Linked DNA regions of Hordeum vulgare: region 1 is linked to region 2. A link is a contact called in public Hi-C data. All regions are on one chromosome and are shown on one strand. Each heading gives the region's core, a stretch centred on a gene start, on an enhancer-like site or on the middle of the called end of the contact. The rest is flanking DNA. Distances are from core to core; before and after follow the strand shown. Region 1 holds the start of LOC123402966. Region 2 holds the start of LOC123401130 (serine/threonine-protein kinase AFC1-like).

Evidence for each region. A called contact is a pair of places that touch in the nucleus more often than the background predicts.
Region 1: a contact with region 2 is called in a Hi-C map of seedling, with 4 times the contacts expected there. The contact joins the promoter of LOC123402966 here to the promoter of LOC123401130 in region 2. A contact is called at or near these places in 1 of 6 Hi-C or Micro-C datasets (seedling) and 1 of 1 datasets of contacts at active chromatin or transcription factors (embryo).

The regions. Positions count from the first base shown.
Region 1 is chr6H:403,550,688-403,554,141 of MorexV3_pseudomolecules_assembly, forward strand. It overlaps LOC123402966, which reads left to right and starts at 1,374. Exons shown (of 4, transcript XR_006611377.1): 1 at 1,374-1,862; 2 at 2,124-2,210; 3 at 2,701-2,763.
Region 2 is chr6H:403,415,488-403,418,907 of MorexV3_pseudomolecules_assembly, forward strand. It overlaps LOC123401130 (serine/threonine-protein kinase AFC1-like), which reads right to left and starts at 1,717. Exons shown (of 12, transcript XM_045094856.1): 1 at 1,382-1,717; 2 at 660-837; 3 at 186-212; 4 at 1-45. The coding sequence starts at 1,492.

The DNA.
Region 1 (3,454 bases), core at 124-2,623, 130 kb after region 2:
AATACATGTGCGTTGCTATGGGCTACAATGCATGCAAATAAATCAGATAGATGACTAAGTTAGTTTTTAAGCTTGAAACTCATTTTTTTCTCATACATTCGGACATGTTTCGACATTAGAGGTGCGCCCAATAGGCTTCCAAAAATCAGTTGTGTGGATAGTCCGAGCTCCGCCAAATCCAGTCCATATGTGGAGGGAAATATGGTTGTCCAAACTATCCACAATCTTATCTCCAACGTGTGATCCCAACACAAAAATCCACCCCACGACACACCCTTCTCTTTTTCTATCGGACCCTCACCTTCCCGCTTAGTTTTTCATTAGATCCCTCTCCTTTAAAACACAATGACGCCCACCCCACCTTCACCATGGAGTCTTCTCACCTTCACACTATAATTCCCCAAGAACCGTCAAGGAGGAGTCCCCGACCAACAACCCGCTCTCCATCTTGACACCCCCATGCCCACGCTCATGTCAATCCACCATTGCCATCAAGGGCGAGGAGGAGTGCAACACTCGTGACGCCCCTGAGCAAAGAAGGCTGATCCGATCCCATAAGCCATTACCACGTTGTAACATATATTCCCCGTGTTCCTAAATATAAGTCTTTTTAAAGATTCCATTATGGAGTACATACACATGTATATACACATATTTTAGAGTGTAAATTCACTCATTTTGCTTTGTATATAGTCTGTCCAACGTAGTAAATCTTAAAAAAGACTTATATTTAGAAACATACTTACATTTAATAGGAAAAAGGAATTAAAACTTGATTGTTGAGGCAAAAAGCACATGCTCATATTATAGCCTTGCCCACACATACATGGCCAGACCATATATATTTTCATTCACAAAAAGAAAAGACCACATATAATTTAATATTAGCAAACTGATTGGTGTTGCCTCTTTACTAAAACTACAATTCATATGGTTGGTATTTCATAACGACCTTTTATTCATATTTATCTCTACATCAATATTCCAAAGTACCAACCTTTATATGTTGGAGCTCACAATACACCATGACATCATAATGGCGACATGCACCCGTTGGTACAAGTGTACATTACTCACACATTATCTGTCCAAAGCAACCCCGACACACGAATCGTCAAGATTGCTATAGACTTTTGATGGCATGCCCGCCGGCAATGCATTATTGGTTTGCACACATATTGTGTGTCGGTATAAGTTCTTTGTTGTTACATTACTTGTCGTTGTTTCTTCGCGAAAGAAAAAGTGTCGATGAAAGTTTGGACCTATCCCACTTATTTCGAGCCACGTGGGACTGCTTGCGCGCGAGAGACACAAAAACTCTAAATTTTGGCCCATGTTATCTCTTTCTCCACCTAACCGCCACCCCCATCTTATCTCCTTTCTCTTTCTCCCACACCACACACATTCCCACCACCGTCGCCTCCTGACCTGTCAGGCGATTTGCTTGGCACCGCCGCTTCTCCCTCCACTGATGACACCTCCCAATGACTCCTAGCATGTGGTGCTTACCCACGATCCAAGCCCAAGGGCCGCATAAAGATAAGACAAGATAAGAGGGAGGGAGATGCACCTCGAGGAGAGCAGGTCAGGTGACAGCCATGGCGCGCCCATATCCACCAGTGTCGTCGTCGTCAAGCTCCTCTTATCCCATTGCCTGAACCACCCCTGTCTCCATCTCCACAACTGCACACCGGATGTTCCTTCCATGGAAGGTCCCCTTCGCCCCTCTATTCCCCTGAACTGTTGGTTAGTTTTGATTCAACCACTCTCCTCCCCGATGTGTTATTCTCATGCACGCAGGTGATGTATGTGCTTGCTTCTTCCCTTCCCGGGACGCCATTACTCCAACGCCATGGAAAAATGTAAGATTTTATCATCTATACCCTTTAATGTGTCTCCTTCATCTGGCCTAAATTTGCTTACTGCACCAAAGTTGCCGCCGAGATTCTTATTATCTTGTTGCGACTTTGAATTGTGAAAAGATCTAGAAACTGATGGTTGCTTGGATTTTATTTTGTTGCTGCCCTATATTTAACTCATTACATAATTTTCTTGGTATGCATCTTCTTTTCAACAATTGTCTCTTAAACGTCATGTTCAACAATATGTGTTATTCACATCAGAAAATATGGCGAGAACAATAGGGTGAAGCAAGCTCATCCAATGATGAACAATAGCGGCTCTCAAATATTGTTAAATGCGAGAGGAAGGTGAGAGGTCATAACTAAAAAGGATTTTTTTTGTTGGAAGGGAATTGCTTGTTCAGTGATGTGTGTGGTATGATGTTTGGTTCAAAAATATAAAGGGCTAGAATGAGAAGAACAGTCATCTGTGTGAAGTACTCCCTCCGTAAACTAATATAAGATTGTTTAGATCAGCATGAACTAAAGTCTATTGTTTCTCTTGTGGGTAGCCTTTGCATTTTTATTGTCATGTTTCATGCATCATAGCTTGTGTATGTAAGCATATAACTATACACATATACACTAGTTTGTAATGTCACTATAAATAGATGATTCATAAAACTACCAGAGAGCTTGCATCAGACCATCAAATTGTAAGGAGGATAATCTACTACTTTAGCCATTTACATGATAGCTTGCTTCTATGTGTAGTGTGTAATATGAAGAAACCACGTGTAGTTTGATTGAGTGTCATTCTTCACCATTTGATGATTTGTAACCACATTGCACTATGCAGGTTTCAGGGGCTGAAAAGGCCAAGGGAAAACATTCTGGATTAAACCTATATTCAAAGCAATGGGTATTGAGCAATATTCAAAGCAATGGGTATTAAATGCAATGGGTATTAAACCTATATTCATTAGAAATGGGTATTAAAAGCAATGGGTATTAAACCTATATTCAAAGAAATGTTTGCTGGATAACTCGAATTTAAAAGAGAAGGTCAAGAAACACGAGAGCTATTTAATGTTTTATACTTGTTGTTTACTTTGCCGTTTGTTTATGTTTCTAGATTACTGTCAAGGTGTAGCTTATTTAGTTCATATAAACCATTCCAGACCCTTATACAGTTGTTTTAGGTCTAATATTTCAAAACATTTCTAAGCCATTAAAGTTATCATTGATTTACACGGCACAAAACATATGAAAATTATCTTTCATTTCCCAGAAGTTTGGCCTCAAGCCTACGACTAATTGATGGATAAGCACCGCTAGTGTTCAGACTAAAAACAAAGATCAGTGCTAGATCCATGCTATAGCAATCTAACTAAGCAAGTTTCACAAGGACGTGTTGGTTCTGAACCATGATAGTTCAGAGTTATTTGTTTAGTTAAAACTCTAGATAACCTTGAACGATGTAGATGGTTTCCATTATAATTCTACATACTTTCCCCTGTTGTATTCCTCACCCTTGTTTAACACTACTTTATTTTTTATGAACATATGGAAACACTAATGTAACATGTAAACTCTCATGAATTTGTACGTGC
Region 2 (3,420 bases), core at 467-2,966:
CTTGGTTTTCCAAGTCCCAGCATTCCAAAACTTGCCCAAAGGTCCCTGTAAAACGTTCAGAAAGGCAGATATTGGGTAAATAATGGCTCAACTTTATGAGAGACAATGTCTTACTATGATGTACTAGTATTCACTCTAAAACTAAACATTCCAAACAAAGACAAAGGGAGGAGAAGCAAACCAACCTTCGCCCATCTTGCTAAGTATCCTATCTGCATTGACACACAGGAAAACAATGAGAGAGCTTAGAATTAACTCAAACTGACTCTTCTGGAGGCAGTGAAACAGAGATGTTAAGTAAAGCTAGAAGGCATGAAGTTATTGAGCGGTTAGCACATATCTACAAGAGATGACCATGGCACATGGAAAACTTGCTACAAGCCAGGAAAAGAGTTTCAGAGAAACATTGGCATGGTTTAGTGGGAGTATTTGATGACTGATAAACCGGGAAATAATCATGCAAAGCAAGAATAACAAAGATGAAAGACTCATGCCCATATTTAACATTAACATTCAATATTGCAGGCACTTCACCACTAGAAACGTCGCCTAAATAAAGCAGCTAAAGGAAGTTAAATGTGTCAAGAAAACAAGTATCCAGTTCAAGCAAAAATAATAATAATAATAAATAACTAAAAGATTGAGCTGTGGGAAAGTACATCTTGGCGTAAGGTTCTCGCCGAGTGTGAAAACATAGTGTCCATCCTTGTCATCCGGCCTCCAAGGTGGCGAAAGATTCCGTGGTGGTCCAGCATAATAAATTGGTGGTGGCGGCAGGAAAGCAGTAGTGAAATTACCATTGATTAGTTCCTGCCCACAATATAGCATCGGGATTGCCTACAAAAGCCAGCAGTGATATTCTTAGTAACGACAAAAAACTCAACCGATCATGAGCATAGAAGAATTTAATTGAACAGAAACGGCCGAATGCCCGCCCGGCGATTTGCAGCACAATGACCACACACCGCCTGGCATTCTTTAAATTCACTGTCCAGTAGAGCAGCTCATCGAGCAACGCTTACGAGTTCTTCCAAAAGGTGGGACATTTGTTAATCGACGGTTATACGATAATTATTAACAGGTTTTATCTGCCAGCCCCATAAATTGTGCAACACAGAGGTTGCGCAGTCCTCCATCCCCACTTTCTATCCAAAATTTGTCTACGCACCACCAACTTGTTCTCAGCTTATTCCACTAATTCGCAGAATCCCACCGATTATCCGCAACAACCACGTGGCAGAGCCACCATACCACCAGCCCCCGCGCCTGGATCGAGCCGTCCCGCCCAAACGTGGCGAAACCAGGACTGGATCTAGCCCAAAAACCAACACCTAACAAGGCGCTCCGAAGCGGATCGAGGCGGGAACGGGGAGCACGATACCTTGGGAGGCGGGAAGAGCTGCGGCGCGGCATCCCAGGCGAGGCGGGGCCGCTTGCGCGGCCGGTTGTCGGCGGCCTGGTGCGGGTACTCGGGGAGCCACTGCGCCTCCATCGCCAGCGGGCTCGGGGCAGTCAATTACACCATGGGCGGGGCCAATTCGGCGGGGGATTCCGGCGCGCAGGGGAGGAATCGGGCGTCGATCTGGGGAATCCCGTGCGAGGGGAATGGAGGGGGGGGGGGGGGGGGGGGAGCTCGAGGAAGAGGATGATAGTGGTTTGGTTTCGCCGTTGGGCGTACGCGGAACCCTGGTTTGGTCTGTATCGTGCGGGGAAGGTATGGCTAACTAACTATGGTTAAGCTCGTTTTTAGGCTCCGTCGCGCCGAAGAAGCGCGTTTGGTCCGTTGGATATTCTTCCCTGTGGCCTGTGGGCTGATCGGCGCCTCTCTTTCCTCTGCTACTCGTCGTAAAAATATCTTGGCCCGTTGGACTCGTTTGTGAGGTGCTTCTGTGATTTCGCGTCAAAATGTTTCGAATCCAAGCTGTCTTCCCAGCGGCAGTTGGATGGGAAATGGTTTCAGCTTTCGATGAACACACTGCATAGACATGTTCTTTTCAGATTAGCGAATCATCTGTCATGGCGCATGATAGTTTTTCAGATCTTGCAATCAATGATTAGGTGTTCATGATGATAACATGGCTTATATGTGGCTATCACAAAGTTTGCCTTCTTTTGAAATATTTATAGCAAATATCAAACGAGCAATGGTATCCAGTTTGGATCGGGAGGAAAATAGCTTTTTGGCATGGGTGTGTCATTGTATATCGTGAGTTGTAACCTTGGTACATCACCGATTGCCATTGGGGGTCTACCATAATGACTAGTGTCGAGCTCTTTATGTATTGACTGAGTTGTGTGGTGGCTGATATGTAAAGTACCACATACCTTTGATGATTGAAACTACGGGTAACAAAAAAAATTAGTTTAAACATCAAGATGAAAGACGCAACTTTCCCTTTTGAGTCGCGATCACCAAAACGGCTAAAGTGTTCCCTCTTGTCCATGCATTAATCTCTCTTATCGCCCATTTGGATCATCTTGGATGGCTTCATTTTGGAACATACCTTTGATGATTGAAACTAAGGGTAACAAAAAAAAAGTTTAAACATCAAGATGAAAAACGCAGCTTTACCTTTTGAGTCGCGATCACCAAAACGGCTAAAGTGTTTCCTCTTGTCCATGCATTAATCTCTCTTATCTTATCGCCCCTTTGGATCATCTTGGATGGCTTCATTTTGGGGTGAAATTGTTGCGCTCTATGCATCCATTTGCATCGTCCTGAAGGCCTCATTTTGAGACGACATCACAAACACATGTGTGGTGCATCATATTGAAGAAGTTTCAGGAGCGGTCTGGTACGAGTGTGTTCGCATATTCTCAACGGAGCTATATGGTGAAGCTAGCATGCATGTTGTGGCTACTTTTCCGAGGTCAGGTAACTAGGGTCGTGTGGTCGACAAAACATAGGGTAATGAATCTTTCATCTTTTCGTTCTAACCTCTCAGGTGTATACCTCAAGATGATATTTGTTGGTTAGGTTAGATTTGGCAACTATGTTCGTGTGCACCATCCCGTTCTTGATAATCTTGTACTTATACTCATAATTATATACTATTCACTACATATTGTTGGAATTATGCCCTAGAGGCAATAATAAATATAGTTATTATTATAATTCCTGTATCAAGATAATAGTTTATTATCCATGCTATAATTGTATTGAATGAAGACTCATTTACATGTGTGGATACATAGACAAAACACTGTCCCTAGCATGCCTCTAGTTGGCTAGCCAGTTGGTCAATGATAGTCAGTGTCTTCTGATTATGAACAAGGTGTTGTTGCTTGATAACTGGATCACGTCATTGGGAGAATCACGTGATGGACTAGACCCAAACTAATAGACGTAGCATGTTGATCGTGTCATTTTGTTGCTACTGTTTTCTGCGTGTCAAGTATTTATTCCTATGACCATGAGAT